Linked DNA regions of Mus musculus: regions 1, 2, 4, 5 and 6 are each linked to region 3. A link is a contact called in public Micro-C, capture Hi-C and promoter capture Hi-C data. All regions are on one chromosome and are shown on one strand. Each heading gives the region's core, a stretch centred on a gene start, on an enhancer-like site or on the middle of the called end of the contact. The rest is flanking DNA. Distances are from core to core; before and after follow the strand shown.

The links. Promoter capture Hi-C pulls out the DNA fragments that hold promoters and counts their contacts. A called contact is a pair of places that touch in the nucleus more often than the background predicts. Capture Hi-C pulls out chosen DNA fragments and counts their contacts.
Region 1: a contact with region 3 is called in a Micro-C map of embryonic stem cells, with 7 times the contacts expected there. The contact joins the promoter of Paxbp1 here to the promoter of Slc5a3 in region 3. A contact is called at or near these places in 1 of 39 promoter capture datasets (pre-B cells), 1 of 484 Hi-C or Micro-C datasets (embryonic stem cells) and 1 of 115 datasets of contacts at active chromatin or transcription factors (bone marrow-derived macrophages).
Region 2: a contact with region 3 is called in a promoter capture Hi-C map of pre-B cells, with 2.1 times the contacts expected there. The contact joins the promoter of Synj1 here to the promoter of Slc5a3 in region 3. A contact is called at or near these places in 2 of 39 promoter capture datasets (liver and pre-B cells).
Region 4: a contact with region 3 is called in a capture Hi-C map of macrophages, with 6 times the contacts expected there. The contact joins the promoter of Cbr1 here to the promoter of Slc5a3 in region 3. A contact is called at or near these places in 6 of 39 promoter capture datasets (the C10 cell line, cranial neural crest, hippocampal neurons and 2 more), 1 of 484 Hi-C or Micro-C datasets (CD4 T cells), 2 of 115 datasets of contacts at active chromatin or transcription factors (astrocytes and embryonic forebrain) and 4 of 9 other capture datasets (adipose tissue, embryonic stem cells, liver and 1 more).
Region 5: a contact with region 3 is called in a promoter capture Hi-C map of liver, with 3 times the contacts expected there. The contact joins the promoter of Cldn14 here to the promoter of Slc5a3 in region 3. A contact is called at or near these places in 2 of 39 promoter capture datasets (both in liver).
Region 6: a contact with region 3 is called in a promoter capture Hi-C map of liver, with 5 times the contacts expected there. The contact joins the promoter of Chaf1b here to the promoter of Slc5a3 in region 3. A contact is called at or near these places in 1 of 39 promoter capture datasets (liver) and 1 of 484 Hi-C or Micro-C datasets (B cells).

What each region holds. Positions count from the first base shown.
Region 1 is chr16:91,041,376-91,045,679 of GRCm38.p6, reverse strand. Paxbp1 (PAX3 and PAX7 binding protein 1) reads left to right here and starts at 1,301. Exons shown (of 18, transcript NM_026110.2): 1 at 1,301-1,674; 2 at 2,999-3,127. The coding sequence starts at 1,326.
Region 2 is chr16:91,008,298-91,012,671 of GRCm38.p6, reverse strand. It overlaps Synj1 (synaptojanin 1), which reads left to right and starts at 1,364. Exons shown (of 32, transcript NM_001164483.1): 1 at 1,364-1,579; 2 at 2,503-2,648. The coding sequence starts at 1,482. 4930404I05Rik (RIKEN cDNA 4930404I05 gene) reads right to left here and starts at 1,423. Exons shown (of 3, transcript NR_028368.1): 1 at 1,353-1,423.
Region 3 is chr16:92,056,796-92,060,936 of GRCm38.p6, reverse strand. It overlaps Slc5a3 (solute carrier family 5 (inositol transporters), member 3), which reads right to left and starts at 2,615. Exons shown (of 2, transcript NM_017391.3): 1 at 2,457-2,615. Mrps6 (mitochondrial ribosomal protein S6) reads right to left here and starts at 2,601. Exons shown (of 3, transcript NM_080456.1): 1 at 2,457-2,601. The coding sequence starts at 2,501.
Region 4 is chr16:93,605,593-93,610,039 of GRCm38.p6, reverse strand. It overlaps Cbr1 (carbonyl reductase 1), which reads right to left and starts at 2,203. Exons shown (of 3, transcript NM_007620.2): 1 at 1,786-2,203; 2 at 1,144-1,251; 3 at 1-245. The coding sequence starts at 2,074.
Region 5 is chr16:93,928,097-93,932,375 of GRCm38.p6, reverse strand. Cldn14 (claudin 14) reads left to right here and starts at 2,809. Exons shown (of 2, transcript NM_001165925.1): 1 at 2,809-3,067. It overlaps Gm31012 (a long non-coding RNA gene), which reads right to left and starts at 3,034. Exons shown (of 2, transcript XR_385072.3): 1 at 2,672-3,034.
Region 6 is chr16:93,881,864-93,885,679 of GRCm38.p6, reverse strand. It overlaps Chaf1b (chromatin assembly factor 1, subunit B (p60)), which reads right to left and starts at 1,779. Exons shown (of 14, transcript NM_028083.4): 1 at 1,705-1,779; 2 at 1,059-1,214; 3 at 189-321. The coding sequence starts at 1,184.

The DNA.
Region 1 (4,304 bases), core at 52-2,551, 1.0 Mb after region 3:
GGGACTGCAGCCAGGGTCCTCTGGTTCGAAACTGCAATATTCACCTCTCCAATCCCGTTCTTTTGGCGGGTTTTGAAACATGTAAATAATTTCACAAACACTTCTACCCACGCATCCTGATATGCTCGAGAGAAAGAAAAGATTCAACTTTGGTTATGAACTGGGTAACCTGTGTGTTAGCTCAACCTCATGCAATCTTTTTGTTTGTTTGTTTGTTTGTTTCTCGAGACAGGGTTTCTCTGTATAGCTCTGGCTATCCTGGAACTCACTTTGTAGACCAGGCTGGCCTCGAACTCCCGAAATCCGCCTGCCTCTGCCTCCCGAGTGCTGGGATTAAAGGTGCGCGCCACCACCGCCCGGCTCATGCAATCTCTTTAAGGCCGCCAAGGTTCAGATTTGCCCTCTGTGATATAGTCTGAAAATAAGACAAATCTTCCTTCCGCTTGTTTCAGAAATTCACTATGCTTCGTAAAATAGTTAAAATAGTTGCTACCTAACTTGGCTTTCTTACCAAGCCACCCGAAAACACCTCGCTCTCCTGGGAATGGCTGCGGCAGCAGGGAGATGTATCATCTCTGGTTCTGTCTTCCCCAGACAGTGAGGGTTTCCCTACATAGCCTTGGCCATTCTGGAGTTCCTTATGTACATCAGGCCGGCACCGAACTCAGAGATCGCCTTGCCTCCACCTCCCCAGTGCTGCTGGGATTTAACGTGTGTGCTCCCACGCCTTTGAGAGTGTTTGCGTTGATAAAGCTGTAGAGATGGCAAGTATTAATGGAGTTTCTGATCTGTAGACGATATCTGCTAGCATCGCCTCGCGTTATTAAGAGGCATATTAACCATGGAGATGCACTTTCCCTTCCCAAGCTCAAGTCAACTGACTCGTCCCTCCGCTTCTCCCCGGCCTCCCGCCTCTGTTTACCCTGCAGGCACTGAGTGGGAGGGAGGCTGCCACACGTAACGGCTCCGTATAAGCGCGGAAGACGCATTGCAGCAACACGCTCCGAGACGACAGACTACACTCGCTCCTCTCATCTCGATGATCCTCTTTGTGACCTTTGGAACAACACTGGAGTCGGAGGGTACCATGCCAACAGTCCCCCGCGCCGCTAGAGGGCAGTGCAAAGAGACTCCGCCCAAGTAGTGGGGCGCGAGGAGAGCCCAGGCGCATGCGCAATCGAGGCGGCGCGATAGCTAGCCAGAGCCGCGACGACCCGGCTGGTGGGGGGGAACTCTTGCGACTGCGCGTGCGTGGCGGTGGTCTCCGCGCTCCCTCGTCCTCTCAGTCAGCGAGCGGCTGTGAGAGCGCGGTGACGGCGGCTGGGATGTTCCGAAAGGCCCGGCGGGTGAACGTGCGCAAGCGGAACGACTCGGAGGAGGAGGAGCGGGAGCGCGATGAGGAGCAGGAGCCGCCACCGTTGCTGCCCCCGCCGGCCTCGGGAGAAGAGCCCGGCCCTGGCGGCGGCGACCGGGCCCCCGCGGGGGAGTCGCTCCTGGGCCCGGGGCCGCTGCCGCCGCCGCCCTCCGCGCACCACCCGGGCCTCGGCGCTGAGGCCGGGGGCGGCATCTCCGGCGGCGCGGAGCCCGGCAATGGGCTGAAGCCGCGCAAGAGGCCTCGCGAGAACAAAGAGGTGCCCAGGGCCAGCCTGCTCAGCTTCCAAGACGAGGAGGAAGGTAAGCCCCGGCCCGGCCCACGCGGACCCCAAGCCCGTGCTCGCCCGGGCGCCGCGCCCCTTTCCCCACCTCCGGCCTCCGGATCTGCCTGGGGTTGTGTTCCCGCGCTGCCACCAGCCAAGTCTACGGCCTGTGCAGTCCCTCCTCCGGCTGTCAGAGCCCTGATCAGCCATCCTGAGTGGAGGAGAAGGCTCGATGCTCCGTGGACCCGTTTCCTACCTTGCGAGTTGCAGGCAGCCTGAGTCTCTTGGTTAACTGCCTGCTCTTAGTCGTCTGCAGGCCTCTGTACCTGCGGCTTGTTGGCGTCTCGGTTTAGGCCTCCTTGATTAAGAAGGCCGGATTGTTAAAGAGGAGGACCGAAACCAGGGCTGGGAACAATTCTGGGGCTGCAGCCCTGGCTCCCGGTGACCTTGATCCAATCGCTCCCTTGCTGTTGTCCAGTCTCGGTTTCTCTGTAGAAGTAAATGGGAGGAGCAGATGTCCGCTGTGGCATTGGCTCTTGAAGCAGAAGAGGGACCAGGCTGCAGGGGATTTCGATTTTACTTGTACCTCAACATCATGTTAGGAAAAATTGGATGATTTTCGAAGGTCTTGCGTCATGCTTTCGTGATTCTAGAAAGATGGGTGAATTATCTTTGACCTCTCTGGAATTTTGTTTGAAGGAGATACAGACCAGGTTTTGCATTGTTTGAAATGTCTTGTTCTTGACTTGGATTTTCAAATTAAAGATGAGGGCTAAGTCACTCGAAACTTAGTTTTGCAAAATGATTTACTCTAGGCATAATTTTGAAATAACTGTTATTGTGACCAGAGTTATTCAGACTTGGCAGAATAACTTTGGGGTGTATTGTTTTAGGTTTCTTGACTTAATGTTTTAAGGAAGCATTCTAAATACTTTTTTATCCTGAGATGGGTGAAATATGCCAAAATTTAACAATTTTGAAGTTCCTTGGGTTACTCACTAAAATTTTCATTTAGTTTCTGGAATTGATACTATTTTTTGTTTGTTTTAATTATGTTTTGTTGAAACAGAGCCTCTATACTATAGCCCTGGCTGATCTGGAACTCACTCTGTAGTCTAGGCTGAACTCAAATTCAGAGAGCTGCCTGCCTTTGGCTGCCCAGCTCTGGGATCCCAGGCATTTGCTGCCAAGCCTGGCAATACCCATTTTTGAGTCTGCAATAGATTGCAATAAACTTCAGATTTTGTAATGACTTGTGTGTGTGAAAATATGCTGGCAGAATGAAAACAGCACAAAGGCACGAGGAAGGGAGAGCACTTTCTGAGTTGGTGTCTTACAGACTTCATTCTGTTTCTCTTAAGAAAATGAAGAAGTGTTCAAAGTAAAGAAATCAAGTTACAGCAAAAAGATAGTTAAATTGCTTAAGAAAGAATATAAAGAAGACCTTGAAAAATCAAAGATCAAGACAGAACTCAACACAGCAGCTGACAGTAAGTATCAGATAATTCTTTCAAGTGAGAGAAGATAGCAGTTCCTTCCCACAGGGCTTTGCAGTATATATTGTGAACTCTTTCTACTAACCAATGTCCACATTAAGTTTGCAATACTGTTCTATAATTTTTCTCACACATTAAAAAAAAAAGATGGATTGTTGCTTCTGAATTCTTGCTAATATAGAGACTGTTGTATGGAAAAGGAAGAGAGATTTCCTGTTTGAGCCATAAAGACAGATTATTCTATTTAAAATTTTTATACTGCTGTTTCACAGAGACAGACTTGAGTTCCTCTGGTAGTATTTCCATATTGAAAATAGCTCTTACAGAACGCGTAAGAAGTTGATGTTGGTAATACCAGTACTCAGCAGCCTTATTTGATACTAAGAGGCCAGGGACATTGTCCTCTCAAAACTCAAGTTTAAAACTTTCCCTCTACTTTTTCTGGAGGCAAACATTCTATCAATAAACCAGTCCCAAAGTTTAAAGTGTTTCAAGCAGTTACTTTACATGGTTGTTGTTTGCATTCATTATAACTGGTTACTCTCATACAGATGTTTCAGAGAGATCTTTATTCCAAAGGCTTAAAGAGAGTATTTCCCAGGTTCTCAGCTACAGGCATGGCTTGAATAAGAATACTGTTATATCTCAAGTTTACAGTGTAGCAATGGAGAGTGTTACATAAATATTCAACAGAAGTGTTAGCAGACAGTCTGGCCTGTAGGTCAAAGGTTAACTACACATTTTTAGAAAAAAGGGGACAGCTTTGTAGAAAAGTAGGATGTGAAGCTAGATCATAGATTGGAATTCCCAAAACAGGAGAAAGTGTGGGAATACCACCAAGGAGCAAGTACATTTGACTAGCTCTTTGTGAAGTGAGTAGTTCAGTGTTTGAATGTAAAAGACAAGTTGTTGACGGGTTGTGAATGAAATGCAGTAAGGGTTAGAGCTGGAGACAGGACATGGTAAATAGCCTTTGAAACTGTAACCTGCTGTTAACAGGTGTCCTGAGTTGCTACAAGCAGAGGTTGGAGTCCTAAAACAGTTGAAACTTAGTGGCCAACTTTGAACCTAGTGCCTTAGAAAGTTGATTAAGATTGACATTTTTCCTGGGAAATTGTGGGTGGGTTAAAAGTGATTGCTGTTGCCAGGCAGTGCTGCCAGAAGGCCTTTA
Region 2 (4,374 bases), core at 115-2,614, 1.0 Mb after region 3:
TTTGATTACAGCTCCACTTGGGGTAATTTCAGTTGTCATAAAAAGGTTCATCCCTAGGGCTGGGGATGCCCCCCAGCTTGTAGAATGCCTGCCTGGTACGCATGAAGCTTTGGGTTCAGTCTGTCACCACGTAAACCAGGTATGGTTGGCACACTAGCCTGGGCTCTGTGCTACTTTGTCTCAAAAAACAAAAGCTACCTCCAAAGTACTACAATTCAGTGGCCAGCTCTCCTGAACCCGTTTTTGTCGGTGCATGTCATATACAGTCATCACACTTAAGAAAAATCCCACTCTCAAACATCCCTGTTTTATTTAAAGGACTGTCCCCACCTGAAATGGACACTTCTTGGGAGGGAAAAATGGCTAACCACAATTCACAGCAAGCAATTGTTATTATAAGCTTGTGGTTACTGTAACCACAACAAAAAAGTAAAAGTTGTTCTTAGGAGACTAAGTGAAAAGATCTAAGAACTGAATCCAAGTGTGTATCTCCTTGGCTGGAGGTGGCTTCTCTTGTGTTTAGTTTGCTTTTAATATTTTAAAACTAGGGTGGATTTGTCTTCTCTAAAATAGAGAAGCGTTGAGTCACATGACAGCATGTTAGAGGAAATGTTTTTATGCAATACGTCATATTTAAATTGTGCTTTTGGGAAGAAAGTAAAAAGGGGAAGAGGCTAGGGGAAAGCAAAGGCAAATGGAACATGATTGCCGTGCTCCTTGGATTCTCAATTCCTCTCTAAAGCCCCAGGGACTACAATGTCCTCCCATTTTTGTCTCTGAAGTATAGGCAGAATAATTCTGCTGGACACAAGTTTTAGACATAATGTCTCGTTTAAAAAGATAGTTTGAAACAGTGTGATGCCCTTAGTTATAAAATTCCACGGCTGGCAAATCGACAGTGACAGCCATGTTTTGTTTGACTGCCTGGAGTTTCTGGTTGCTGGCTTCCCCCACTCTCCACTGCATTCGGTTGAGCACTCTTCCATCGCCCCTGGAGCTCGGAGAACACACTGAAACAGCCAGGGAACAGCCTCCTGCTGCCTCCCTGACGACAGACACCATGGACAGCTCTTCGAGCGCCACCCAGCCGGCGCGGGGTGCACACCGTCCCCCGCCTCGCACTCGCCCATCGCCCATCAGGTCTGCGGAGGCGGCAGGGGGTGGTCCTGATGCCCGACTCGAGCACGAATCAACACGGGCTCCCCCAGCTCTTTCCTGAAGTCCCTCCCTGTCGCCCGCGGGGAGGGCAGAGCTACAGGGCTCCACGCGAGGAGGACGGACCCTCCCTCTGCCGGCTCCCCTGGCCGTGCCACCTTCCCACTCCCGGGGCGACGGAGGCTCGCTTCACGGACCCAGGACGCGGCGGCCGCAGGAACCCGGTGACCAGTAAGCGCCCTGCTCGGCAGCACGGTCCCGCGTGGGCGGAAACGGCTCCGCCCTTTCACCCTAAGGGGCGGGCCTTCCGCCTGGGCAGCGGCGCAATGCGGAAGAGCTGGACCTGCTGGAGCGGAAGTGACGCTTCGGGCGGCTGTAGCGGCGGAGGCTGCGGGAGAAGGAGGAGGAGGAGCCGGAGGAAGAGGTGAGGCAGCGGGCGGGAGGGCGGGGGGCGGGGAGCGGCCCGGGCTCTACCCAGGGGCAGCCGGCCGGCCGGGTGGACGCTTCCTGAGCGGTGGCGGCCGTCGCAGCCGGGTCGCAAGCGGTGAGAGGCGGCCGAGGGCCGAGGGCGGCGGGTTGTGTGGAGACCCCGGGGCTGCGGGTGGCTTGCCGTGACAGCGGCTGTCACCCAGCGGGCGGGAAAGGACCCCGTCGGCACAGGCTCCCGGGTATCTCTGGCGGTGCGTAATGGAGGCGCTGAAGCGCCCGGTGCCTCAGTTCCCCCCGGCTCCCCGGGATCTCGTTGAGTGGCGGTGGGATCCATTCGTCACGGTGAGCTTCGTGACTGGGCAGGAGGCGGCAGTCACCTGTGTGGCTTTCCCTGCCCTTCGCCGCCGCCCTGGAGAGTCCGCGGTGTGATAATCCCGTCCCTCTCCGGCCCCCTCAGGAGCTTTGAATCAGCCTGATTAACCTTCCCTCCCATCCCCTTGCCCATTCCGCCTAGGGATCGGCTTGAAGTTTCCCCATCAGTTCCCTTCCCGTAGTGACAGATCGTGAAGCAGGAAGCCGATAAACAACCCCAACTGAAAATACGCTACAGATTTTCCCTTTGGGGAAACATAAATTAAATGGGAAATCCACCTTATCCAAATCAGGACCGACGGTGCTAAAAACCCCTGCCTTGTCCTGCCGTATCTTGAGAACTGGACGCGTTTCCTTTTGCCTTTTGGTTAAGAAAAAAAAAAAAAAAGGTGACGCCTTATCTTTTGGAATAAACCGTTCACCCCTGAGCTCTCTTTTTCTCTACCCCCAACCCCCATCAAACTTGTCAGTGAGGGACCTCAGGAGGACGCCTAGCAGTCCTTGCAGCAGAAGGAAACCTCAGGTGCATTGACTTGGTTTCCACAGGGCTGCCTCTGAAGAAAGGAGAATGGCGTTCAGCAAAGGATTTCGAATCTACCACAAATTGGATCCCCCACCGTTCAGCCTCATAGTGGAAACTAGGCATAAGGAAGAATGTCTCATGTTCGAGTCTGGGGCTGTGGCTGTGCTCTGTAAGTCACGTGTTTTCACCTGCCCGATTCTGATCTCTGTTTTGGTTGTAACTCGCGAGTTCAACAGTTTATAAAAAAAAGGTTCTTGAGAACCTTCTCCCTGAATTTGATCTTCTGAGCTTTAGCGTACGGGTTTGTGCTTTGGCTTAATTTGAATGAAGCCTTATTTTCTGTAAACTGAGATAGCTTAGGGTTTTTATTGGGGTGATGGTGGTGCAGGGCGGTGCAGATTTTGCTGCTGGGAGTTTGTTTTCCATCTGTTCTGCTTCTAGAAGTTTATCTTTTTGTAAAATGGTGTTGCAATTTTGTCTTTATCACATTAACCCAATAAGACAGCTTGCATCTCCTGTTATACCCAGAATTTTGTTAGTCAGATTTAATAGGAATGGTATGATCTGTGCATCATACATCAAACCCTTATTTGTTTATTTATTTATTCAGGTGTCCCTTGTGCTCATGTGTGGTATTGGTGGGTCAGATTCAGGGCTTCAGTCACTCTAGGCAAGTGCTGACCATCCGCTTCTCCAGCCTAAGCTTTTATATCTTTAATAAGAATTGCAGACAGCTCCTAAAATATTTCATGTGACATATGTGCTTGATTTCATATTATTGAAAAATGACCTTTATTTTAAAAGGATTACTTATTGTACCACACAAAATGATGTTTGGGTAAATTTGTGGCAGATAGATGAAAATAAAAGGACTAATTCACATTGTGTTTCGTTCATTTTTTTTTTTTTAATTTAGTCATTTATTTGTGTGTAGGTAGGGGACAAGTGGAGATCAGGACAGCTTCTGGGAGCTCCTCCTACTATATAGGCCCCAGGGATTGAACTCAGGTCTTCAGGCTTGGTGGCAAAAGCTTTTTACCTGCTGAGACATCGAATGTACCCCATGCTTCATTCTTAATACAAGACTGGGGCAGACAACCCCAGTTTGGGATTGTCTCAAGTATTTGTTTTAAACAGATTTTCTAATGGTAACTACTTGTTCTTTTATTATTATTATTATTATTATTATTATTATTATTAATTATCATTATTACTTTAACAGTCTATTAGAGTTATAGCTGGGACCTTCATGATATAGCCAATGCCACTGAATTCCAGACCACCACCCCCTCCCCCTTCTCCTGAGTGCTGAGAATACAGGTGTGCACTACTGTGCAGGATTGACCTTAGGGCTTCATACATGCTAGGCGAGCACTCTGCCAACTGAACCACACCCCCAGCCCTCTTATATTTTGCTCAGACTGTTTATTGAACATGATGTTTGGACTTAAGAGATGGTCAGTTGGTAAATGCTTGCCATGTGAGCATGCAGGTCTGAGTGTGATCTACAGTCCCTTCATGAAAGCCTGGCAGGGCGTCACATGCTTATAATCCCAGCACTGGGGAAGCAGAGGCAGGAAGGTCTCGGGGATCTCTGGTCAGCTGTTGTGGTCAAGTTTCTAAGATCCAGATTTGGCATAAGAATCTAACTCAGAAAATAATATGGAGAGCAATAAAGGAAGATGCTTAATCAGTCTCTGGCCTCCACGCACGCGCACGCACGCACGCGCGCGCTTAAATGACATATTTACTAGTATAAGCCTTAAATAGTTTAAATACTGCTCTTTAGACTCAATAAGAGCATAAAATCCAGACTTATGCATATATGATTTCTATGTTGGTTCAAGTGTAACCTGACTGAAATAGTAAAATTTTATTCTGGTAGAGAAAATGAT
Region 3 (4,141 bases), core at 1,366-3,865:
GCCATTCTACCATACTCCTCAAGTTTTTATCCTGGTTTTTATGCCAGAGAATACAAAATTACAACTTTGAAATAGCATTAAAATCAAAGTGCACAATCTTGAGGACTGTGGTCTGCACCTGTAAACACACAAACCTCGAAATGCATCAAAAACAAGGGCTCGTGAGAATCAAGCCAACTGCAGACTGAGGAGACAGCCCTAGAATTTTTACAACGTCTATCCTGAGGTCTCAGCCTGAGAACTCTCACAGGCAATCTGCTACAAAGGCACTCACTATGCTATGTCAACATGCATCTTTACATTTAAACTCTAAAAGCTCAATTGAAGTAAGTCAAGCCTGAAGTCAAGGACAGTAAAATAAAGTAAGAGTCACAATAGGGAAGACAAACTAAGACTGCTTTGTAGGCATAGGAGAAACAAGAGTACAATGCTGGGTGGGAGACAGGGTCTCTAGGAGACTGCAGTCAGTCTCTCAACTCCCTTTTCTGCTTCAGCGCCTGCTTACTCCCAGCCCTGGAACACAAGGCTCTTGGAGGAGAGGAAGGAGGGAGAATGCCGTCACATGGAAGGGTGCACTATCAGGCATCCAACATGCATCTCAGAACTCTGTTTAGAAAGCCTTCCCGCTACAAAAGCTAACTGTCCTAGGTGGGAGCTGTGGCTTCCTAAACACCTGCTCTAGGTGTTCAAACCACTGTGCCATTTTCTTTTAAAACAAAGTGCATTTTCCTTTACACCCACAAGTACATACCCTGTAAGAATTCAGTTTTCTAAAGCTGAAAGCAAAAAAAAAAAAAAAAGTCTAGTCTCTGCACATCTTTACTTGTTTACAACCTTCTCAAAGTCAGAACGAAAAACCGAGGGTTGTCATTTTATCTAGTTTCTTTGGGTCTGTAAGGATCTTCACACATCTTCCACACTATGTTTAAGCACCTCTCTTCCGTCTTCACTCTTCTCTAAGGTGCTTTGAACCTACCCTCAGGCCAAGATTTTGAGCAGGTTACACCCGACTTTTGAATCAGAGTGAACACATATTCACATCATGGTAAAATACATTTAGCCAGTGTACTGGGCAGCCATGCTAAGCAAGAGTCTCTCATTCAAAGGAGTGCAAAGGGTCACTGCTACCTCACACCTTGAGGGAATGAATCTTGGTGGTCACATTTTTTCAGTTTCTAACATTACCTAAAAAGTATAAAGGGAGGCTTAAGTAATTTCCATTTAATCAGAAACAGTCCCTTTTTAATACTTTCTCGACCCTGACCCCTCTGTTGTTCCTATTCTTTTAACTCTGTAAAACCCAATGAGGAAGGAAGGTAGATAAAGTATTACCCAGAGGTGAGACAATGTTCTCCCGGAGCCAGGGAGTCAGTAAGCTTGGGGGCACAAACTTCAGGACCATCAGGTGGCTCTGGTGTCCTTTCCAAGCCAACCCTGTACAAGGCACACCGAACAATCTCCTCCTGCTGCCTGACTGTTAGCTGTTCACCAGAGCCTAGCCCGTGACCCCTGGCTTAAGTTGATTCAAACTGAAGCCACTACTTGAAATTGACCCAAAGCCTACATGCCCAGGGCTAGAAGAAAGCTGCTTCCAAACGCTCAAAAAAAGGACAACGGTTGCTTTTGTTTTCTTTTAAACTGTACCTGCTAGGGAAGGAGAGTGCGTGAAAGCACACTACATTACCGAATTCTCTCAGAAGAATGGGGATTTCAGCGACGACTGACTGACTCAGAACATAGCTGCCTCCGCCGGCCGCCGACCCCAGTCCGTGACCCGGCTGCTGGTGGTTTATCATCCCTCCAAACCTGAAAGTCCCTACCTCCAGATCAATCAAAAGCTGGGGGAAGGCATGTCTTCGGAAACACAAGCAAGGCCACAACTTGGATGAATAAAACTGGGCTAAGGGCACCCGGAGCAGGATTTCCGCTGGAGTCAGAAAAAGAAAGGTCAAAAGATTTTTTTTTTCTTTTTGGTGTGATAGCGGTGACAAGTGCGTGGGTACACAGCCGGCACTGGCGGGCTTTGGAGGAAGGCTGTAACTGATCGCGGACGCTGAGGGCAGGCGATCGGGACCAGCGGCCGGCGGGGACGACGAGCAGCTTCTCGACGCGTGGGCGCAGAGCGGGGCTGGCCTGGGTTCTCGCGCGTGTGTCCTCCCGCAGTCCTTCCATCGGACTCCGGAGAGCCGGGGTCCGAGGCCCGCCCCGCCCCCTGCTCGGCACACCCCCTCCCGCGACCGCGCACACGCGCGGGCATACACACCCCCCGCCTCCCGCGCGCACGCGGCCGCGCCGAGCGCCTGACCCACGCGCCACCCCCCCACTTTGCGCCCGCGACCACCCGCGCACCGCGCGAGAGGACCCGGTGTCCAGCAGGCAGGACACGCGGGACTGGGAGGCCTAGAGGCGGCGGGGCGCGCCCGCGCGGGAACTCGGTCTGAGGGAAGGTCACTTACCCGCCGCATGGCTTTCAGAATCAAAGCCAACTCGTAGCGGGGCATCGCCCAGGTTGGCGGCGCCGAGTCCAGGAGAGCCGGGGTCGCGAGGGCGGGGACGCGGGGCGCAGAGGAAGACGAGAGAGGAACACGGCCGGTCAGCTCCCGGACGGCGAAAGCACCGTGCGACCCCGCGAGGCCGGGTTTAAAGGCTCCGGCAGCTGCGCAGACGGCTCGCCCCGCCCACCGAGAGCCCCGCCCACCCGGCACCGCCCCGCCCCTCTCCCGGAGGGCGCCTTGCACTTGCACCTCAACGGCTTCCTGCTTGCCCTCCCGGGCCGTGTCTGTGTCCCCCGAGCCTGCGGAGCGTGGACACGGTCTCGAGCAGCCCGTCGGAGGCCGTCTCCTCGCTCGGCACGCACCCGCTCCCCGCCGCCTCCGCGCCTACCAACCTTGGGCTCTGGAACCCGGTGGAACTTTCCAGGCCTCCCCGCCCACCCTCCCTTCCCGGGTGCTAGGCGAGCGAGTGCGCGTGCGCCGCGGTGCGGTGCGGTGCGATGCGGTCTGGCTGCTGTGTGCCCCTCGCCCGCGTCTCCAGGGAGGAAGGCGGGGTGCTAAGGAGTGACTGCTGCACCAAGCCGCAAAGAAACAAGCCTGGAACCGAAGGGCTATGTAGGCATTTGCTGTGTGTGCCTAGCCTGACCCAGAAGCAGGTTAATGCTTCGACTCTCGCCAGTTATTCTTTAAATATTATCCTTGCTTTTCTGGTAAAGGAAACTATGGATTCCCTGAAACACAGGAGTAAGGAGGGGCTTCGTAGAGGGTCCCAGGTCCAGCACTCCACAGCGCGCGCGCACACACACACACCCATACACGCACATATAGAGCTAACTCGGGACTCCCCTCCTTCTGCCCCTGCTCCTGTTTCTTAGCTCTGGAAGGCACTAATTCCGCTGCAATGGTTGTCTTCTGCTCCCACCTTACTCCAACTAAAAGGGTCTTTAAGTGAAATGTTCTTGTAACTTTAAAGTGCTCTAATAATAATTTACTAATAATTTACTGAGGGCTTACTGTCTGTAGCAGGCACGACACTGAGGCTGTTTGTTCTCACTTTAGCTCTGTGAAGCAAATCGTACTACTCGCCCTATTTTAGGTATTAGCAAACAGAAAAATGCAAGGATAATTTAATTAGTCCAAGGTCAAACACAAACGCGTGGAAAGAAAATTTTGTGTCCAGAATGTCTGAAGAATAGTTTCACTGCCTACACTTATGAACCTCACCCCGTCCCCCATCTTACAGGCCAAGATGTTGGTCTTACTCAGTGGCGTTGGACGTCTTTGTAAAGCACACATGGAGACTATCTTTGTCACCTCCTCCACAGACCAATCTCCACAGAAGATTATGGTTTTGAATACAACCTAGGATACCTGGTTTTTTTAACATTTTCATTAACATTTCAAGGTTTGTCCTGTGCCCTTCAACACAAACTACAAAACCACCTACTTAGCATCAGCCACACACCTGGTTGGTTGGATTGTTTTGTTTTGGTTGTTGTTGGGGGTCTTTTTAGTTTGTTTGTTTTGGTTGGTTGGTTGTTTTTTGTTTTTAAGCAGCATGCTACCAAAAAAAAAAAAAAAAAAAAAAAAAAAAAAAAAAAAAAAAAGACACAGAAGGAAGAAAGAATTTCTGGACATTGAGACGAGAA
Region 4 (4,447 bases), core at 954-3,453, 1.5 Mb before region 3:
CTCATTAAGTTTCCTGGCAAGGATTCTGGACAGGACTGTCACCCCAATCTTGGTGACCCCATATGCACTATTAGGCCAACCTTCTTCCGCATGGACTCCTTTCTTTGTATCTTCCACAAACTTGTTCATGAGCCCCACCAGCTCCTCCTCTGTGATGGTCTCGCTTCGAAACTTCTGCTGCAGCTCCAGCCTGCAGTTTTTCAGGGCCCTGAGACTCACCATGCTGGACACATTCACCACTCTGCCTAAAAACACATCACCATGTACAAGAACAGCACTTTACATCTGGTGAGAATTGTATCAGAAAGATTTCATGTGAGACAGGGATGCACAGAACAGGAGTTAAGTAGCAGAGAATCTGGTTTTTTGCTTTTGAGGTTTGTGTGAGCAGAGAAGCCAGATGACCGTGAGATCTGGTCCAGAGGGGAAGACAGGAGAGAGGACAGGAGTTCTGAGAGAGCCATACTTAGTCAACTCTATACCAGAGACTCACATTTTCAAAGTGGCTCCCTCATCATTACTGGTGTGTTTAATGACTGGTCATTCACGTGCTATTCAAAGACTTGTGGTATGAGAGCAGTTCATGAGAAATGTAATGTGATAGTTTGTTTTTCCAGAAAGGTTTCTCATGTTGATGGAGCACTAACATGAGCTCGGAATAAGGAAGGGTGAGATTATAGAGTCTTGTGAGCCCTGCTAAAGGCCTGATTTTCTTCCTGAAGGATTTTAGGAGGGGCTGAGTGCTGTAGAGAGGCAAAGAAGTCCTGCTCCAGAAAGGTGGTTTCCTCAGAGGGTTTGTAGGGTTCATCTTGACAGCTGAGAGCTGCTGTGGAGCTGGGCTGAGGGATGTAGTTGGGTACAATCTTAGCACTTGTGGGGACAGGCCATTGTGGCCAGTGGGATGTCAGTATGTATGCAAAATATTTCAGACATAATTGGAGTCCTAAAGCCCCTAATGGGTGAGGAGGTGGAAGAAGTGGATGCTGGAATCTTATCTGAAGATTAAGAAGAGCTGCGTATGCAAAGAGAAAGTCAATGGCCACAAAAGAATTGAGATCAAAGGTCTGAGCAGTGCCTCACAGTGGCAGAGAGGCTGTGCAGTAGGGAGAGGAGCTGAGCCCGGAAGTCACCTGGCAGACTCACCTTGGGGTTTTATTAGAGGGAGCAGCTCCTTGCAGACATCTCGGGTACCAAAAAAGTTCGTTTTCATTGTCACCTCTGCTTGAATGTGGAAGGGGGTGTCGTCATTGACTTTCGGGGGGGGGGGGGGGAGAAGAGAACCGAGTTAGCGGAGTGGAAATGTAAAGACCTAAGTAAGCTAGAGCTTTAGAGATCCACTTGCAAGTACAGTCTTGTTTACATACAGCTCTGCATCACTGTCCATCTGACAATTTTCTATTGTGCTTGAAAGACACCACCACCACTGGGGGTGGCTAGGTGAAGTTTGTATATATCAGGATCTTAAGGAAACACCGTTTCCCTCTGTCTCTTTCTCTCTCCTCAATCTCTTGCTTATTTCAGTATCAGATATAGTTCCACTTAAGTATCGCCAAGTCCAATTCAATTACTCAACAACTGGGTGAGGGAAACCTAGAAATGATGGCGAACATTGAGGCTCTGCTTTCCTGCAGCCCCTACTACCCTGTCCTGTTTCTCCCAGGGGATCTGTTTCAGAGTCCTACAGCATAGTGCTCCTGGTCCTAGTAATGATCCCAGAGAGGCACAGCCCACCTTGCCACCAGGCTCTGGGGAAGCCACCTTCCATCTCCACACCCAATGGCTTACCCTTGAAGGCGATGCCTGCGTTGTTGACCAGCACGTCCAGGCCTCCGTATTCCTTGAGCAGAAAGTCGCGCAGTGCGCGAATGCTCTGCGGGTTGTCGATGTCCAGCTGGTGGAAGCGTGGGCTCAGGCCCTCCGCCTGCAGCTTTTGCACTGCCGTTTGGCCCCGCTCCTCGTCCCGCGCCGCGAGCACCACGTCCCCGGAGAATTTCCGACACAGGTCACGAGTGATCGCGAATCCGATTCCTTTGTTAGCACCGGTCACCAGCGCCACGGGTCTGCTGGAAGACATGGCTGCGTGAGAAGGGAGGCCGTCGGAGACCAAGGAACTTGGCGCAAACTCTGCCTCTCGAGGCTGCTGGAGAGTGGTTCAAGACCGGTTCACTGGCGGACTGAAATTGGCGTCGACAATGTCGCACCTAGCACGCATGCGCAGTTTAAGCCCCCTCCCTACGGGGGGCGTGGCTGGTGGGGGGTGTGTTTGTTGTTTAGTGTGGATTTTAAAGTTGCCTCTTGTCAAATTGCTGTGTATTTAGGAAATGGCTCACCTTACCTGAACTCCGTTTTTTTTTTTTTGTTTTTTGTTTTTTTTTTAAATAAAAGTTTACCATGCAACGAAAGGTGTCAGGTTGTCTGTTATCTCAGATTATGCATTATGCAGTTGGGGGTTACATACCAGCCAGGAAAAAAACCGGCCAGGTCAAATGACTGACATCTCAGGCTTTTTCCTGAAGGCGTGTTGAAGCCAGCTGCCAGGCAAGACTGCAGGAGAAGGCGAGAGAGAGAGAGAGAGAGAGAGAGAGAGAGAGAGAGGGAGGGAGGGAGGGAGGGAGGGAGGGAGGGAGGGAGGGAGGGAGGGAGGGAGGGAGGGAGGGAGGGAGAGAGAGAGAGAGAGAGAGAGAGAGAGAGAGAGAGAGAGAGAGAGAGAGAGAGAGAGAGAGAGAGAAACACAGCTTTGCACCTGGAAATCATGCATTCAGCTTGCCCACGGGTCTAGGTCTTCCTCATTACTTGTATGAATTTTTCACTGTTTTCCCCAACTTGCAAATTGGACCTCTGTACGTTTTCTTTCTGGTGTTTAAAAAAAATAACATAAAGCTGCCACTTAAGTTGTAGGAACTTGAATTGTAGGACAAACTGGGAGATTATGATGAGGAATCGCAATTTGTGTTGAATTCACCTCTTAGGACACCAAAGCAAAGCTATTGGGGTAATCTTTGGGCAGGAAACATTCCTTACTAGCCTGTGGTATCCCTTTAGATACTTCTAATTGCTTTGTCTTACCTGGATGTTTGTATTGAGTGTACAGATGTGTACAGGGCCTTCAGGGGATGCTGCTCTTCTGTGCACCACAATGCACCCTTTTAGTCCCTTTTTAAGATGACATGATGCCATATGCTCGCAAAATGACATTTGGTTCAGTCGTGGGAAACAGATTTCGTCACTGGTTCCTAACACCCTGGCTATAGGGATCTCCAGGTCAAGTTTCGTTTCCTCTCCATTCAGTAGGTTGCTATTAGAAACAAGTGGCCATTTAGATTAAAATAAGACATTTTAGTTATACTGACCCCACAGGAAGACCTCTCTGTGTGTATGAAGGTCATTGTATTAGGAATACAGTAAAATAAAGGAGACAGGTATAAGATTTCCATTTCAAAATATTCTACTGCCTCATATACATTGCTTGTAAATTGCCGTTCAAAGTAAGCTCCTAGTCAATTGCTTAAGAAACCTGAATAATCCAAAAAAAAAAATGCTGCCCAGGGTGGGATGGCTCAGCAAGTGAGGGCAAGGACCTTGGTCACCCAGCAGCCTGAGTTCAATCCTTGGAACCCATGTAACCACAGGAAGCAAGAACGGTGTATGCGTGTTCTGATTGAACCCATGTCTGCGTACCATGTGCCATGCCCAGAGGGCAGAAGAGGGCACCGGGCATCAGATCCCACAGACTGGAGTCACACGAGGTTGTGAGCTGCCGAAAGTATAGTAAAACACCACGTATCCACAGCAAGACAAGCTTCCAGTTCTGTTCAGACTCCTCTTTTGTGACCTCAGGTAAATTTATTCATTCTGTATGATTTCCTTGGCATTTTAGGTTTTGTGTCCATCACAGTCAAGGCATAAAAGGATCTTGTTGGTCTTGCTTGAGCAAACACCCCTCCAGTGTCCTCGGCGCTCAGCAGTGTCACATAGATGTGGTCACACCTTGCATGGTCTGGATACCTGCTCTGTCATCCAGGATAATTTAGCTGTTTATGGTTTGCTCTTTTATATATCAGTGACTATTTGGTCTGCAATCTCCATACCCCCAGGGACTTTCTTCTGTTGCTGGAGTGAGACAGATGTTCATTGAATTATTTCAGTACAAAAGCCACGCAGGGGTAGTTCGTGGTGTATAAGGAACCTTGAGGGCAGTGCAGATCCTGCTGTCTTAATAAACAAAGTTGCAGAAGAGCATAATGAATGACAATTAGGGGGTGGGGGAGGTTTTGGGAGACAAGCTAGGGTCCTCCTGATCACTCTTGATTTATTATTTGCGCCTTGCATTAGAAACTGCCTCAATCTGTTAAAGATGTTTCAAGACAGATCAAAGCCATTCAAGATGAACTTGGCTCTTTGCCACCATGGTGGGGACTGACCTCCTCAGTGCATCCCACGGAGTGAT
Region 5 (4,279 bases), core at 1,560-4,059, 1.9 Mb before region 3:
TCCTGGTCTAATATAGTAGGGCCCTCCTCGGCTTTAATCTTTATTACCTTATTTACTGAAACTTTTAGAATCATTGGGCTTTGGCTCAAGTCCAGCTCTCTCTCTCCTCTCTCTCTCTCTCTCTCTTTCTTTCTTTCTTTCTCTCTTTCTTTCTTTCTTTCTTTCTTTCTTTCTTTCTTTCTTTCTTGATAATTTATTTATTTCTTATTTCTATGTGCATTTGGTTTTTAGCCTACAAGTATGTCTGTGTGAGAGAGTCAGATCCACTGAAACTTGAGTTACAGACAGTTATGAGCTGTCCTGTGGGTGCCGGGAATTGAACCTGGGTTCTTTGGGAGAGCAGCCAGTGCTCTTAACTGCTGAGCCATGTCTCCAGCCCCCTATCAAAGTCATCTTTATGTCCAGATTTACACATGTATTCACCTGAATGAGAAAGAGAGAGTCTGTGTGTGTGTGTGTGTGTGTGTGTGTGTGTGTTGGGGAAGGGGCAGAGCAGGGTACAAACAAACCTGATTATACACACATAATAAATTGAATAGTCATATAATTCATACTATTCCACTCCCTGTGGGCCCTGATGGTGTCTGAGAGCATCTAACGTGCCTCTGCCTTCCTCCTGGTCCTTGTGCTTACCAGCCTGTAGCAACTGACATATTTTAGAAGTTTGTTGCCCCTGCAAAGTCCTGCCAGCCCCTCAGATGTGACAGGCATGCTGTACAGCTGGGCATAGACAAGGAGAATTGTCAGAACACTCCTTGATAGCTATACATGGGCATACAGCCACTTCCGGACTGGTACCCAGTGCCTGGATACAGGGCCCAATCTCAAAAACCTTTCTCAGAACAGCCATTTTGATGGCTCTAGCAAAGGCTGGCAACTAAGGCAGAGAGGGGCAGCTCAGACCTTGTTTGTAAGGAAGGAAGCCTTGGGTGAGGACAGCCAGACAAGATGGCTGGCACTAATAGCAGCTTCCTCCCGTGCATACACCTCATTAAGCACCATCCACGTGAGGCTGCTTAGATAATTATAAGGCCAGAGGCACACTTGGGGTGTGATGCTGGGTGTTAGCAGACATGTGTGTTGGAGAGCTAGCAATCAGGAGGCAGGGTGTGGAATCAGAGCAGCTGTAGCAGAAGGCCCACCCAGACCAGTCTTTGCAGGGAACCTGGCAGGCTGCTGTGCACTAGGTCTGCAGCAGGCTATGGGCGCTTCAGCCTGTGGGAGTTCACAGGCTGAGTGAGCCTTCCCAAAGCACCAGGCTTCCTGAGAAAGAAGAGGTCTGGATGGGCAGGTCTGTGACCTCCATGAGATCCAGCTGGAAAGCATTTTCTCAATTAGTGATCCAAGGGTGGAAGGCCCATGGTGGGTGGCGCCATCACTGGGCTGGTAGTCCATAAGAAAGCAAACTGAGCAAGCCAGGGGAAGCAAGCCAGTAAGAAACATCCCTCCATGGCCTCTGCATCAGCTCCTACTGCCTAACCTGCTTGAGTTCCAGTCCTGACTTCCTTGGTGATGAACAGCAACATGGAAGTGTAAGCCGAATAAACCCTTTCCTCCCCAACTTGCTTCTTGGTCATGATGTTTGTGCAGGAATAGAAACCCTTACTAAGACAAGGTCACTGCCAGAAGTTCACAGTCACGACCTTAAGCCCTAACGTGGCCCATTCTCCCAGGTTCTCCATTTGGCTCTTGGCCACAGGAAGAGCAGATGGGAGGAGGGTGTTTCCATTCATAACAGAGGGCACAGTATGCCTAGAACACCTTCCTCATGAGCATGGGTACGGACACCTAGCTACTGTCAACTCAATGCTTTTGGATCTCTTCTTTCATATTTATATATAAAATATGTGGCAAAACCTTGCCACACCGAGGACCAGCCGTCTCCACACGCCAAGCCTTGGTTCTCAGGGTGGCACCACCAGGAGCTGATAGGCAGGGCTTGATGAGAGGGGTTTTGTTGAGAGACATTCTCATGAAGAAGATTGTGAGACCCCTTTCCTTTCTGCACAACCATGCCCAGGGCCACCTGCCAACATAGTTTTCTACAGCGTCCCCTCTGAAGTTCCCGTGACTGCAGAGTGCCATGGGACACCTTGGTTCAGTGGCATAGAGGGCAAATGAAATCAACAGAAAGACAACTCAGTGGTTCTCAGCACACCCTGGCATCCCAAAAATCACACTCCAGACACCTGACGGACCTGCAGGCATTCCCGGCCAGGACAGGTCCCTGTGCCACTTTGAGGTCTCCAGGCCGCCATCTCCTACCTACTGAGAAGACTGTCTTCTCCTTTTGACTCTTATCTTCGACTCCTGTTACACCATCCCTCATTCAGTGCTACGACCCTTGACCTACTCAGCGTCATTTCCTACCTACAGACTGCAACAGAGTCATCCCTCAGCCATTATAGCAAAAATGGCCTGAAAGAGAAGTCGCTCCTTTCCCAGAATTCCCTCACAGCCCTCATCAGGATTGGGAAAGCAAATTGCTCAACAAGGAAAAAGTCCACAGCCACATGGGGCCAACCATCAGGTGGACGGCTCGGGGGATGCGTCCCTGTGGCCAGCAGCTGCGGCAAAGGAGTCTGGTGACCAATAGTCAACAGAGCCAGAGCAGGGAGGTCAGAAAAGGCTGACACAGAGCAGTGGGTAGGAGAGATGAGGTTTCACCTACCAGCCACAGGGACCCATTAGACGGCCGTGTGTAGATATCTCTGGCATTCTTGTTCCAAACGCAGATAGGACATTTCCGGTTGGTCTTGAAAGTTTGCCTCAGCAGGGCCACCTTGTAGGGCGCACTGGCTGGTTAATCTTCTAACCAGAGGGCATGTGTGCCCACGCAGGCCCGACTCAGAGACCGTAATTGACCAGACAACTCTCTCTCAAACACACTGGCCTTAGAGCTTCCATTCGGCGAATGAGGCAAAGCCAGAAGACTGTGGTGTCCTTGCTGTGTCTCCGTGGTCTACCTGAGAGCATCAAGGTGGATGGGACTGGAGCTGTTCTGTATGTGAGTGGAGTGGCTGCAGCCGGCAGGCATTTATCTCCAAAGCTGGGCCCTGCCTGTCAGGTGTGTGGGTGGTTGAGTTGAAAGGCAGGTCGGTGGCCTGGCGAAAGTGAACGTTCTCCAAGGGTCCTCGGTCCTGGGTGTGGAGGGGACCCTAAGACGTTGGGGGTAAAGGGCACCCAAGCTGCTGAGGACCTAGGGAGGGCAGGGATGTGGTCCTACAGTATCCGGGCAAAGCTCCCTCTTCGCTTTCTGGGTCTCAATTGAGAGCAAACATGAATGGAGATGCTTGGAGACTGTTTGTCACCTGGGGAGGTGCCATCATTGTCTCTGGCCGCTCTGACTCCTTGTGGGGAACCAGCGTGGTTCAGCACTGTTCATAACTTCTGCCTTGAGAGCATCCTCTTCCTCATGAGAACCTCAACCTAAGCCCCTGAGCCCCAAGCTCAACACAGCCACTTGGGAGGAGGGAATAAGAAGGAGATACGAGAGCTTGATTCCTCTATCTATCTATCCATCCACCCATCATCTCTCTCTCTCTCTCTCTCTGTGTGTGTGTGTGTGTGTGTGTGTGTGTGTGTGTATGATCATGTGTTTGAGTATTTCCCACCTTACTGTTTGAGACAGGCTCTCTCCTTAGCCTAGAGATCACCGGTTAGTGAGCTAGCTGACTAGAGAGTCCAGGGACCCAGCACCTCTCCAGTGCTGGGATTTTAAGCTCTGGCCACCATGCCTGCCTTTTGATGTGAGTTCTGGGCATCAAACTTGGGGCCCTTGAGTTTACACAGCAAACACTTTACTAACTGGGCCATCTCTCCAGTCTTTTGGCTGTCTTTTTTTTTTTTAAGATTTATTTTATGTATATGACTACACTGTCGCTGTACAGATGGTTGTGAGCCATCATGTGATTGCTGGGACCTCTGCTTGCTCCAGCCCCACTCGCTTTGGCCCAAAGATTTAGTTATTGTTATATGTAAATACACTGTAGCTGTCTTCAGACACACCAGAAGAGGGCGTCAGATCTCATTACGGATGGTTGTGAGCCACCATGTGGTTGATGGGATTTGAACTCAGGACCTCTGGAAGAGCAGTCGGTGATCTTACCTGCTGAGCCATCTCTCCAGCCCCTTAGCTGTCTCTTAATAAAGGTAAAAAATAGCACAAAGAGGGAAAAATCCTATGCAATTGTATTTAAAACCCTCAACTATCTTAAGCCCCATATCCTCAGCAGGAGCCATAGTAGTCCCAAGGCAGGACCCTGAGCAAAAGAGAAAG
Region 6 (3,816 bases), core at 530-3,029, 1.8 Mb before region 3:
TCTCACAGTCCTATTCTCTTTCCCTGAAAAGACTGTTACTATTTAGCCAGGCCTGGTCTTGAACTCTCAGTCCTCCTGTCTCAGCCTCCAACATGCTGTGATCACTGGTCCATGTCAACCCAGCTCAAATGTCATTATTAGACAGGAGATTCGTGTCAGGTTTAAGGATTAATAAGGACAATACTTACCATCTCCTCCAGATGCTAAAATCTCCCCAGTTGGAGAAAAGCGTACAACATTGACAGCTTTGGTGTGTCGAGCAAGATTGGAGAGAAATTCCACAATGGCTTTCCCATCTGGCCCCCTCTCCAACTTCCAGATCTGTCGACAGCAAAGCATACATTGCAGAAACACACTAGCCACCTCCTAACTCCCTTCCAGGAGACAACAACTTATCTTCTGGCAGAAAATGCAATTTCTTTTTTGAAACTTTGTAAATCAAAGGAAGTATTAGCAGAAATGCACACCATCAGTCCCCTTACCTGCTATTCCCCTCTTCCAGTTCTTTAGAGCAAATGGGCAAAGCACAGAGCACAGGAGCTAGGCTCAGTATTACTATTTTGAGACAAGGTCTCACCTAGCCCAGGCTGGACTCAAACTCACTACTGTTGAGAATCTCAAACTTCAGATCTGTACCGTATGGGTATTGGGGATACATGCCTGGCACCACAGAGCTCTTCCTAGTTTAGTATTCTAAAATACTGAGAACCCACTTGTAACAATGTAGCAAATAGCCGGGCCGTGGTGGCCCACGCCTTTATTCCCAGCACTTGGGAGTCAGAGGGTTCGAGGTCAGCCTGGTCTACAGAGTTCTAGGACAGCCAGGGCTACACAGAGAAACCCTGTCTTGAAACAACAAACAAAACAAACAAAAACAATGTAGCAAATGTTAAGAAAGCTAATCTTCTCAGCATTCCTTGCTTTCCCCAGGCCTCAGAACTTAGTACACTGGACTAGGTGGCAACCCGACTTGAGTTGCTGCCTTCAGTTTTAAACAAAGGAATGAAAACGTGAGCTCCGCGTAGAACCTCCCCGTATCCTCCCGCCTGTCCATTTACCCTGACGGCGGTGTCCACCCCCGCGGATGCCAGCCTGTGGATCTTCCAGGTTGCCCCATGCTGGAAGTCCAGGCTGTACACTGGCTCCTTGTTGTGCCAGGCGATTTCACACGTGATCACTTTCATCCTCCAGAGTTTCCGCCAGGCAAAGGGAGGCTGGAAACGTTAGCAAAGAGTTAAACAGCGACCCTGGAACATGAAGGGCGAGCCGGGGAAAGAGCACAGAAGCCATTAGCGACGCCGACGGCTCAGACACCTGCAATCTTCAGCTAAAATGCTCCCGCAGGTAGAGAGACTTCCACCAGTGTACGGTTCCGGAAGAGAAAGAAACCAAACACCCCAGACGGAGGCGAGGACGGGCAGCACAGAGCATCGTGTTGAGGTGGGGTCCCAGAGACCGGTACCGGAGTACTGGCTATCATCCCGGGGAGCAGCAAGGGAGGGAGTTCACGGGGAGGGGCGCGGGTCCGGGCGGCCCAACCCGGCCTGGCGGAAGGCGCGCGAGTCCCGGTCCCGGTGGGGACTGTGGTCTGGGACGAACTGCCTTCTGCCTGCGCCCGCGCTGAGATCAGAACTCACGGCCCCGGTGAGGAGCTGCAGCCCAACCCAGGTCAGAAGCGCGGAAGCCGGGTATCAGCAAACCTACCTGCAGTAACTCGGTCCACCCGGGGCCGCCACAGCCCGCAGCTTCCCGCGCGCCGCAGGCCACGCCTCCGGTCACGCCTCCTCGGGGCGGAGTTCCGGGGCGTCCCGCCTCCGCGTGGGCGGGGCTGTCACAAGACAAAGTCTCTGAATGGGAGGGTCCAGGGCATCCCTCCTCCCAGTGGCCAGCAATCTCCCGGCACCTTGGCTTCCGGTGGGCGGAGCTCTGGGCTCTTTTCTTTCTCGTGGGCGGGGCTGTCGCGGCTCGTGGCTCCTGTTGGGCGGGACTGGGAATCCCATTCCCGCGCCTCGGAGGAGTCCAGGCTCGTCCAGCTTTGACGTGCTAACCCGAGATGCAAGACGTCCTACCTACCACGCGTCAGTGTCACATGCTCATCGGACAGATCTTCCCGCCTGGAATTTACGGTCTAGAAAGAAAAGCGGGACTAGAGACGCAGGCAGCTGATTGCACGCTTAGCCAACAGCAGCGGTTCTGTCACCAGCCCCTGCCGGTGATCTCAGCACTCCAGAGGACCCTAAGAGGAAGGTTATCCTCAGCTACAGAGAGTTCCAGGCCAGCCTGAACTAAAGACTAAACAAAAAATATATAACATTTCTTATAGGGCAGATGGGAAACTTTGGGACTCATCTAATATAACCAAATAAGAGTGTCCCAGGCAGTGGATATTTGAGAGCTGTCCTGCCCCACCAAATATCTCAAAATGGCTCTGGAGTTTCAAAATGTCAATAAAACAGCAATGCCTTCGCCCTCTCTTAGCGATGTGACAGACGCCTAGAATGGTTGTTATGATGGTAATCCCAACACTCTGAAGGTGGAAATGGGAAGATGATCAGGAGTTCAAGGTCAACCTTAACTACACAGCAAGATTGAGGCCAGCCTCATGAATGTGTAGGAACTTCCATTCCAATTATGTAATGGTTAATTTATCCACCATGACCTTCTCAATAATGTCACATATTTTTTAAAGATTCTTGTCTCCTATGGTTTTGACTTCTTACAGGCCAGCATATGAAAGTTAAGGTTTTTTTTGTTTTTGTTTTTGTTTTTGTTTTTTTTTTTTTCCAAGACAGGGTTTCTCTGTACAGCCCTGGCTGTCCTGAAACTCATTCTGTAGACCAGGCTGGCCTCGAACTCAGAAATTCACCTGTCTCTGCCTCTCAAGTGTTGAGATTAAAGCCATACACCACCACTGCCCGGCGAAAGTTGGGTTTTTATAAAGAAATGATCTCAAGAGCTGGAGAGGACTCAGCATGTAAGAGCACTGGCTGCTTTGGTCAAGGCCCTGGGTTCAGTTTCCAGAACCCACATGGTGGATCATGACACAGTTCCAGTTAACCCAACACCCTTTTCTGACCTCCAAAAGCACCAGGCACACATATGGTGCACATGCATACATACTGTGATGGCTTGTATATGGTTTGCCCAAGGAGTGGCACTATTAGAAGGTGTGGCTTTGTTGGAGTAGGTGTGTCACTGTGGGTATGGGCTATAAGACCCTCATCCTAGCTGCCCGGAAGCCAGTCTTCTCCTAGCAGCCTTCAGATCAAGATGTGGAACCTTCAGCTCTGCCTGCACCATGCCTGCCTGGATGCTGCCATGCCTTGATGATAATGGACTGAAACTCTGAACCTGTCAGCCAGCCCCAATTAAATGTTGTCCTTATAAGAGTTGCCTTGATTATGGTGTCTCTTCATAGCAATTAAATCCTAAGACACATACATACAGGCAAAACTCACACACATAAAATTTAAAAATCTTTAAAAAAAAATTGGGCTGGTGAGATTACTCAGCCACTATCTTCTGAAGGTCCTGAGTTCAAATCCCAGCAACCACATGGTGGCTCACAACCACCCGTAATGAGATCTGATGCCCTCTGCTGGTACATCTGAAGTCAGCTACAGTGTTCTTATGTATAATAATAAATCTTTGTGCCAGAGCAGCAAGCAGAGGTCCTAAAAATTCAATTCCCAACAACCACATTAAGGCTCACAACCACCTGTACAGCCTGTACAGTGTACTCACATACATTTATGCTTTTTTTTTTTTTTTTGGAGACAAGGTCTCTTGTATCCCAACCCATTATATAGCTCTCAA